Linked DNA regions of Sus scrofa: region 2 is linked to region 1. The links are chromatin contacts, called in public Hi-C maps. All regions are on one chromosome and are shown on one strand. The core of a region is the stretch at or near the end of the contact, and the rest is flanking DNA. Distances in the headings are between cores, read along the strand shown. Region 1 overlaps COL21A1 (collagen alpha-1(XXI) chain). Region 2 overlaps COL21A1 (collagen alpha-1(XXI) chain).

Evidence for each region. A called contact is a pair of places that touch in the nucleus more often than the background predicts.
Region 2: a Hi-C map of liver shows a contact between it and region 1, with 5 times the contacts expected there. The contact joins two enhancer-like sites. A contact is called at or near these places in 2 of 47 Hi-C or Micro-C datasets (embryonic fibroblasts and liver).

Annotation. Positions count from the first base shown.
Region 1 is chr7:29,428,049-29,433,092 of Sscrofa11.1, reverse strand. All of the region lies in intron 1 of COL21A1 (collagen alpha-1(XXI) chain), which reads right to left. Among named protein-coding and RNA genes, the nearest start is that of COL21A1, 16 kb to the right of the region's middle. Within about 2 kb of position 2,317, at least 8 of the 83 cell types and tissues checked have an H3K27ac peak or open chromatin away from gene starts, as enhancers often do. A contact at or near this core is called in liver, where this site is marked.
Region 2 is chr7:29,586,041-29,591,084 of Sscrofa11.1, reverse strand. It overlaps COL21A1 (collagen alpha-1(XXI) chain), which reads right to left. Exons shown (of 30, transcript XM_013977769.1): 20 at 3,385-3,438; 21 at 2,177-2,230. Among named protein-coding and RNA genes, the nearest start is that of RPS18, 50 kb to the left of the region's middle. Within about 2 kb of position 2,529, at least 5 of the 83 cell types and tissues checked have an H3K27ac peak or open chromatin away from gene starts, as enhancers often do. A contact at or near this core is called in liver, where this site is marked.

The DNA.
Region 1 (5,044 bases), core at 1,068-3,567:
GTTCCCAGGCTAGGGGTCAAATCGGAGCTGGAGCCACCGGCCTACACCAGAGCCACAGCAACGCGGGATCCGAGCCGCATACGCAACCTACACCACAACTCACGGCAACGCCAGATTGTTAACCCACTGAGCAAGGCCAGGGACCAAACCCGCAACCTCATGGTCTCCAGGTGGATTCGCTATCCACTGAGCCACGATGGGAACTCCTTCACAATTACAGGTACTTTAGAATATTGTCAGAGTAACCCGGGGGAAAAAGGCTAGAGAGGCAATAAGATTAATAACCCAACTTACAGACCCACCAGCCAGCTGAACCTCAGACTCTCAGACCCTCAGGTCATCAGACAGAAAGAGAAATGGATGCTGGGAACACGGGAGCTGGTGGATCTGGTCCTGCCCACACGGACACTTCTGGAGAGCTTGGAGCCACCACCTGTAGGTTGGTCCACTGTTAACGCCAGATACCGCTCTTCCCATTAAATGGGGCATCTCTACGAGTAAGTTGACAATAACCTTGAAGAGTGAGCTGCAGACCTGTCTTCCCTCTCAACAGTTCCTTTCATAAGAATATACCAACTCCGTAAAAATAAACCTAAGACAACTGCTAGGGGAGAAAAGCCCTCCGGCTCAGGGATTAAGGGAGGTCCCAGGACAGCCCAGAACCATCTGGAAGGACTTATGTGGAATTCAGAGCTGTCCACAGAAAACTTTCCGCGGCTTTTCCAGTCCTCATACCTACCCTTCTTCTTCCTTTTCTTCAAAATCCCTTCCCCTTCCTGGATTCGGAGATGGCCAGGGCTGAATAGTTCTAAAACTGGAGGGGCACAAATCTTGCCCCTTTTGTGTGCAGGATATTTCGCCAATTAATCAGCACTTTGAGCCCTTGAGCCACAACCCATGAGCCACAATCACGGCTCCAGACAGGGTACAGGACTGAGGGGCGAGTTCTGTAATCACACTGCCACATTAATTATTCTCTTTAATGAAGGAGTATTTTGTAACAATGAAACTGTAATGTTAACTAGGAAAGGCAGAAAGGGTACGTTTCTCTGCTTAACGCTGCCCCCTTTAGAGTTTTCCTACTGTTCTCCATTGACCGTACACCCGAAGCAATGATCATACACTTCTTCCACCTTCAAAAGCTCATCATTCACATTCTCCAAGGTTCAATAAAGCTGCACTTACAGCCCCATCACCAATGGAAACACTCACCTGAATATTCACGACCTTATTTCCCAACTTCACGTGGCTTCCCTCACCCACACCCCATAGCCCTCTGCTTTAGAACATATACCCCAGGAGAGTCTTCTTTCTTTTTTGGCTGCCTTGCAGCATATGGAGTTCCCAGGCCAGGGCTCATATCCCAGCCTCGCAGCAACACCAGATCCTTTAACCCACTGTGCTGGCCAAAGATCGAACCTCCTAGCGCTGCAGAGATGCCGCTGATCCCACTGCACCACAGCAGGCACTCCAAGAGCTATTCTTCTTTGAGATCTTCTCCATTTACTGCACCCTTGGCAGTTTTTCTTCGGTGCCTCTTGAAAGCTATCCCTTGTCTTGACAGGTCTTCTTCTGGACTTTTTCTTTCCGGCCTGTGATTGATAGATCTGTGAACAGCCAGTTGGCTACCACCCCACACCCAGAGATGACAACACCCTCACTGCTCTGGTGGCCATTTCTTTCTTTCCTTTCTTTTTCTTTTCTTTCTTTTTTTTTTTTTTTTTTTTTTTTTTGTCTTTTTTGCCTTTTCTTGGGCTGCTCCCGCAGCATGTAGAGGTTCCTACCTAGGCTAGGGGTCGAATCGGAGCTGTAGCTGCCGGCCTATACCATAGCCACAGCAACGTGGGATCTGAGCCGCGTCTGTGACCTACACTACAGCTCACGGCAATGCCGGATCCTTAACTCACTGAGCAAGGGCAGGGATCGAACCCGCAACCTTGTGGTTCCTAGTTGGATTCATTAACCACTGCGCCACGACGGGAACTCCCTCTGGTGGCCATTTCTATGGCAGGGCTCCGGGTGCCGTGTATCAAAACATCTCATTTCTTACTCTGCCCCCAGGAAACCCTCCCTTCCCATCAGGCAGGTCACACCAAGCCCCTTACCTAAGCCAGTTCTAAGCCTCTATACTGCACATCATAATTTGCGAGGTGTAGACCAGCACTCGGGGGGTGAGTAATACACACCAGAAACAGAAAGGAGACGAGCAATAGCTCTGAAGGTCAAGAGCACCTATGCCTCTCATAAACACAGGTTTAAACCAGTGGTGAGCCTGCCCATGTCAGCTGACACAGAGCGAAGCTGCTGTGCGATCTCTTCTCACCACCCTGGGCCTGCACTGCACAAAGGCTGCCCTGGCTTTTCGGTTTGTTAAATATTCTAAAACTCACTCCTGTTTGCGAGCACTTAAAAAAAAAAAAAAAAAAAAGCATGAGTCAGAAACACTACATGATGCTTGTTAAATGCCAAGAAAGAAATCACATCAAACTGACCTGCAATCTTTTGAAAGGAGTACTAGGCTGACCTCAGAAGACTGGGCTTATGGTCTTTCAAAACTGAAAGCAGATAAATGTCACCTGGTAAACAGATTTACATTTATGAAGCTAAAACTCATTATAATGGCCCCCCAATGGAGAGTATCAGTGGGTGCCAACCCGCCAGGAGGTTTCTGGTGAGGTAGTTTAGACTCCTGCCATGTTCCTATGGAGTTCATTGGTCAGTCACCATTTGAAGAAAATGATGACCTGCAAATCACAAACGTAGACAAAGTAAAGTGAGGAGAGATTTCTGACTGATTGAATGAAAGCCTGTAGATTTCCAAAGATCTCAGCTGGGTAAATAATGAGCCAACTGCAGTAAGACAAAATTCAAAAGGAACGCACAAAAATCCTAGGATCTGGACTCTGGACTGTGGAATGTTTCAAAAGAATCAGCTGGCTCGATAGCAGGAGGGCTGAGCAGACAGAAGGCCTTAGCTAATGGCAGGCTGAAGTCACCAATCTGTGCTGGCTGCCAAAAATGAGTCTGTGCTTGGGCGACAGGGAGAAAAGAACAAGGTTACACCCTTTCTTCAGCAACCAATGGTCAAAATGAATCAAAATTCAGTGCATCCACAGAAGGCTGACCAGACTGGAGATTAACTACAAACCATGGCCCCCCCAAAGGGGCAGTTTTAGAATGTCACATTTCGGAGTTCCCATCGTGGCTCAGTGGTTAATGAATCCGACTAGGAACTATGAGGTTGCGGGTTTGATCCCTGGCCTCGCTCAGTGGGCTAAGGATCCAGCATTGCTGTGAGCTGTGGTGTCGGCCGCAGACACGGCTTGGATTTGGTGTTGCTGTGGCTCTGGCATAGGCCGGTGGCTACAGCTCTGATTAGAGCTCAGTCTTATTTTGCTTCTAAAAATTATATTTGAAATAGTCCATCTCCGAGTTCTGGTAGTGGCTCAGTGGTTAACAAACCCGACTAGTAACCATGAGGTTGCGGGTTCGATCCCTGGCCTCACTCGGTGGGTTAAGGATCCCGAGTTGCTGTGGCTGTGGTGTAGGCCGGCAGCTGTAGCTCTGCTTCGACCCCTAGCCTGGGAACCTCCATGTGCACAGGTGCGGCCCTAAAAAGACAAAAAGAAAAGAAAAGAAATAGTCCATTTCCCAACTGTGTCATAAGCAACCTGGGGCCATGGCCAACCTCAGTCTACTGGGCACCAAGAGAGCCACTGAAATTTATTTTGCTGACTTGTTGCTTTTCTTCTCCCATATAGCACATACCAATGTTTTTATAATTATCCACAGCTCCTTGTTGTCAAAGTGATGAAAGTCACAGTAAGGGCTTCCTTGGGAGTTCTTCTGTCCCTTCTCCCCTCTTGATATTCAAAACTCAAAATTCTGTATCTTCCATTTGAAATGTCTCAACTCCCTAATGAGGGCAATGGAAACCCACTCTGGCAGCTTCTGCAGATCATAAAATCCACCTTCTTCCTTCCCCATTTGCTTTAGAACACATCACATGATGGCTCTGAGAACTCAGAAATCCTAGGAGAAAGGTTTTGAAGGAAAAAAGTCCCAATCTGAGATTCTCTAGAGTCCAGAGCAACGGCAGTGCAGTCTTGCACCCTGGAGAAGGGGGGCTGATGGAGCCCTGACTGCAGTTTGGGAAGACTGTCACCGGATTCCCTGAGGACACTGTCTCGGGTACAACAGACTGGCCTAAAACAATGAAAGCAGACTGGCCTAAAACAATGAAAGCAAGGCAAACGGAAGAAGTTTCTTCCGTAGCTGCCTTTGTGATAAGTGCTCATCTTGGGGGAAAAAAACACTGGGAGAGGGGATGAAGGGGAAGGCGGAACACACACACACACACATTTACTTATTTATTTAAACATTTACCATCAGGAGGACCATTTATTAAGGGCACAGTTCAGCGTATTAAGCACATTCACACTGGTGTACGGCCTTCACTAAATCCATCTACAGAACCTCTTCCATCTTCCCAGACTGGTCCTCTGTTCCCACCAATCAGTCACATTAAACAGTAACTCCCCACGCCTCCTCCCCCTGTTGCTGGAAACCAAGGGTCTGCTTTCTGTCTCTATGCATTTCGCCAAGGGGGAGGGGGGAGGGAGAGGGATGGATGCGGAGTTGGGGTTGGCAGATGCAAACTATTCCATTTCGAATGGATAAGCAATGAGGTCCTACGGTACAGCACAGGGAACCATAACCAGTCTCTTGGGATAGACCAGGATGGAAGAGGATATAAAAGAATGTATATATACATATAACTGCGTCACTCTGCGGAACAGCAGAAATTGGCACAACACTGTAAATCAACTCTACCCTCATAAAAATAAAATTTAAAAATGATGCAGAATGAGAGTTCCCGTCGTGGCGCAGCAGAAACAAATCCAACTAGAAACGGTGAGGTTGCAGGTTCCATCCCTGGCCTCGCTCAGTGGGTTAAGGATCCAGCGTTGCCGTGAGCTGTGGTGTAGGTTGCAGACACGGCTTGGATCTGGCGTGGCGGTGGGTGGCCATGGCATAGGCCGGC
Region 2 (5,044 bases), core at 1,280-3,779, 160 kb before region 1:
TAACGATCCGGCGTTGCCGTGAGCTGTGGTGTAGGTTGCAGACGCGGCTCGGATCCCAAGTTGCTGTGGTTCTGGCGTAGGCCGGTGGCTACGGCTCCGATGAGACCCCCTAGCCTGGGAACCTCCATATGCCGCGGGAGTGGCCCAAGAAATAGCAAAAAGACAAAAAATAAAAATTAAAAATAAATAAATAAATAAAAAACCTTATTTTATTGTTATAGAACTGGTAAGGAAACAGAAGTAATAAAATTATTGAAAATCTCAATACCCACTCTTTTAATTTAGTTATACATTTTCTCTACCTTTCATATACACAACTTAGTTACTAAAATGTACTATGTATGCATAATTTTATCTTTTACTTCAAAATATACTAATATTGTGAGTTGTTTATATGCCATTACACACACACACACACACACACACATATTTATTTTGGCTTTTTAAGGCCACACCCATGGCCATATGGAGGTTCCCAGGCTAGGGGTCTAATCAGAGCTACAGCTGCTGGCCTGCACCACAGCCACAGCAACGCCTTAATTCACTGAGCAAGGCCAGGGATGGAACCGGCAACCTCATGGTTCCTAGAGGGATTCGTAAACCACTGAGCCACGATGGGAACTTCCCATTATATATTTTTAAAATTTAAAATTATAGAATAGTATTCAACAGTATTGATTTACCACATGTAATAAAATACCCATCATTAAACATTCATTTTCATAATTTTTACTTTTAGGAACAAGACTGGGGTGAGCATTCTTATAATTAAACATGCATATTTATGATTGTCCTTTTTATATATGGAATATTCTTTTTTTTTTTTTTTTTTTTTGTCTTTTGTCTTTGTAGGGCTGCACCCTCGGCATATGGAGGTTCCCAGGTTAGGGGTCTAATCGGAGCTGTAGCCACAGCCACAGCAACGCCAGATCCGAACTGTGCCTGTGACCTACACCACAGCCCATGGCAGCGCCAGATCTTTAACCCACTGAGTGAGGCCAGGGATCGAACCTGTAGCTTCGCAGTTCCTAGTTGGATTCATTTCTGCTTCGCCACATATACTTTCCTCAGACATAAATTCTTGAGCTGAGCTGATTTCAGGGACAAGGAATATGCCCTGAGTTATCGTAACTCAACTTGTCCACTCCCTATCATCTCATGGGCATTATTCCTTCCTTTAAAAGCCTTAAATAAGAAAGGCATAATGTGAACGCACATAATGATGATGTTTAACAATATTTATGTTAAACCTGTGAAAGAAGGCATGTTCCCACGTACGTGCTTCCTGCTTCATGGTGTCTGTTTCGGTTTTGCTTTCTTGGTTTCACCACTAGTCTCAAACTCTGTCATGGTAATTAAAAACCACTCTTGGAGTTCCTGTCGTGGCGCAGGGGAAAGGAATCTGACTAGGAACCATGAGGTTGCGGGTTCGATGCCTGGCCTTGCTCAGTGGGTTGAGGATCCGGCGTTGCTGTGACCTGTGGTGTGGGTGGCAGACCCGGCTCAGATCCCTTATGGCCGTGACTCAGCCATAGGCTGGCAGCTGTAGCTCCAACTGGGCCCCTAGCCTGGGAACCTCCATATGATTCAGGTGTGGCCGTAAAAAGACAAAAACATAAAATAAAATAAAATAAAATAAAAACCACTCTCTTCTGTGGAAACTAAGTTTTGTTCTCTTTGCTCACTCTGCCTACTCCTGAACTGCTGAATTTTATAGTAGATTTTTAAAGGCTAGACGGGAACTGAAAATCGGATGGAAAGAAACGTCTATCATTTGGTCTAGAAGAAAGGGGTGAAGGCCTCTGAGTTCCAAACTGAAAATAAAGTTCCATCCATCACATCAAGGGAAAAGCCCCTCTGTTCAGCTACACAGGATGGAGACGGTCTCGGGACCAGAGAGGATGCTCGGGAGCACCCAACTTTTACCAACACTAGAAAAACCAAATCAAAGCATCCTTCATGCCTTTATTACTCAAACTATGATAAAACATCCTTAAAACAGAGATAGAATTGGCCCACATTCACTATTTGCCTTCAGGTAGCTTAATTTTATGACAAGAGGTAATCTTTCAGGTCATGGATCTTTTCTCCAGGGACATAAATATTAATCTCATCATATAAGGGAGGCACTCATCATTCTTTGAAAACATTTCCAAATACATCATATCACACCTACCTTGAGCCCAGAAGCCCCCGGCAGTCCCTGGAGTCCAGGTTCACCTTTATTTCCCTGTCAAGGCATCACAACCATTTGAATTTTTAAAGGTTTAGTCACCAGATATCTGACATAGACCCTTCAAGGAATATAATTTAAATCGTTTCTACATTTTCAACTTTCCAAGAGCTTGAAACTTAGAATCTCTATGTGAGGCCTGCTTATTAAGAAAAATTCTTTTAAGCAAGGAAGTGCATGTGCATATTTATAAAGCTTTCTACAAGCCTGTTTTAGGCTGGCGGCTCCACTTAAGGAAAGAGATTCAAATCCTTAGGGACCAGCACTAACCACCAAGGTCTCGGTACTGCACGGGCTGGAGTCGTGTATTCAAACGGCATCCTCTAGGCTGGGAATCTCCATCTTTCCCTGATTCACTTTCTCTGTATGCAGTGAAGGAAAGAAAATTAGCCTCCAAAGCACAGTGGGATTTTGGAAGAAGCGTGCTTCAGAAAACGTTTAGTCTGTGCGATTTTTTTCCCTAGCAGTCTAGCTTCTAACGCAGTCCTTGCTCACAGAATCTTGGAGGCCAAGACCGGCTGACGGGGCAGAGAATGTAAGACAGGAAAAGGGGATCGGTTATTAAAAAAGAGGACACACCTCCTGGCTAATCAGGATAAACTGTCAGAGGTCGCTGGCTTTCAGATACACTTTGACAGCTGAAATCACAACCTTGTCAAGGTCTGGCAAAAGCCCGCAATGGAAGAGATTGGTGTGATGCCAGGAACGGGAGGTCAGTGGCCACCCAGAGCCAAGCTGGGCTCACTGGTCAGTAAAGGAAGCCAAATTCGTTTTCAACTCACATTGGGGGACATGTGACCATAATAGTTGGACTGACTTAAAGCATTCAGCACATAACAACATTATTGTACAATAGAACAGTGGCTGCTTAAATTTTCTAATTTTCCAAGTGATCAAGCTGAAACTCTCAGGGGCGACAGGACTTGCCAAAGGTTACAGGACTTGACTGTGTCAATATACCTTGACGTCACTTAGATAATATTTTACAAAACTGGAATTTAGTACGGTAGACTAACGGTTATCCAAAAAGGAGGTATCAGGAATTCCTGCCAACGTGCAGTGGGTTAAGAATCCTATTGCAGTGGCTCCGGTCTTTGCTGAGGCATGGGTTCAATCCCCAGCCCAGTGCAGTGCAGGATCCTTTTTCTTACCTTAGGTCCTGGTGTTCCGGGCTGACCTGGGGGCCCATCGCTTCCCATCAAGCCCTATATGTTAGTTGGGGATTGCAAGAGTAATTTAGAGAAGAATATTAAATCCATTTCAGGTTGTAAATTCCCATAATAATGAATCCACTAAAATATAATGCAACATATGTTTGCATATAATGCAAACTTCCTATACACATCCAAATAAAGGAAAATAAAGAATCAACTATGGAAGATAGCGTGAAGGCCAGCAAAGCCCTTACAACTTGGTTGCTCAATTCACCTACCAAAAAAATTATTGGAGAGCTAGTAAAAGACAAATGTAAAGAAAAGTTTATTTTTTTCTGCACTCTCACTTTCTTCCTTTCGTCACAATGGCTAAGAATTAGATTTCTTCGTAGATGTTATCTTGCAATTTTACTTACATTTTCTATTTTCTTGAGTAATATTTTGAAAAGGTTAAAATCTAATAAATTCTCTGAAAATAATAATCTCTCTTCAAGTTACAGGTGGCTATATTTTAAACTAACCATATGATTCAAATTAAGTCAATGATAACTATTTCAACAAGGAAATGATTTAATTTAGATCCCATTTAAATTAATTAATTAGTTATTATGGCTGTCCCCAAGGCATATGGAAGTTCCCAGGCCAGGGATTGAATCTGAGCTGCAGCTGTGACCTACACCTCAGCTGTGGCAATGCTGGATCCTTTAACCCACTGCGTGGGGCTGGGGATCCAATCTGCACCTCTGCAGCGTCCCCAGCTGATGCAGTCAGATTGTTAACCCACTGTGCCACAGCCGGAACCCTTAAATTCCATTTTTAAATACTATTACATTAGGAGTTCCCTTCATGGTGCAGCAGAAATGAATCTGACTAGAATCCATGAGGATTTGGGTTCGATCCCTGGCTTCACTGCCTCTGTCAGTGGGTCAGGGATCTGGTGTTGCTGTGAGCTGTGGTGTAGGTCACAGATGCGGCTTGGATCCTGAGTTACTGTGGCTGTGGTGTAGGCTGGCAGCTGCAGCTCTGATTTGACCCCTAGCCTGGGAACTTCCATATGCTGCAAGTGTGGCCCTAAAAAGCCAAAAAAAAAAAAAAAAAACCCCAAAAAACCCAAAAACAAAACTATTACATTGAAAATATTTCCTTTCTCTTGAACATAACAAAGGAAATGTGATGAGTTAAAAAAATTCAATTAATATCATCAGAAAAAACATAATCTCAATACGGTCATATTGAAAATAGGATATCATTACTCTGCTTTGCTATCAATTTAGGGCATTATTGCAACTAAAAATGTTAAATATACTAGTTCATAGCATGGTGTATAAAATATTAGAAAGGTTAAATACAGATATTCTTGAAGTTAAATGAAGTTCTATTCAATACCTTCATTTTCTAGTGGTGAACTTAAATGCTGGTAAATAATCAAGCTTAACTTAGTGTTGTAATGAACAAATAACTTGGCTGTGATGGTGGAGGTAGGAAAGAGTATTCCATTTAAGAAGGAAGAATCTTCTTTTAAACCTCCCCCAAACTTGAATTCCTACCTAATGGACAATATTTTTCCTATTTACTCTTACACGAAAAATTCACCAAATCTTTTCACCAAGCACTATATAAAAATATCTGCTTTGTATTATTTATTTATTTATTTATT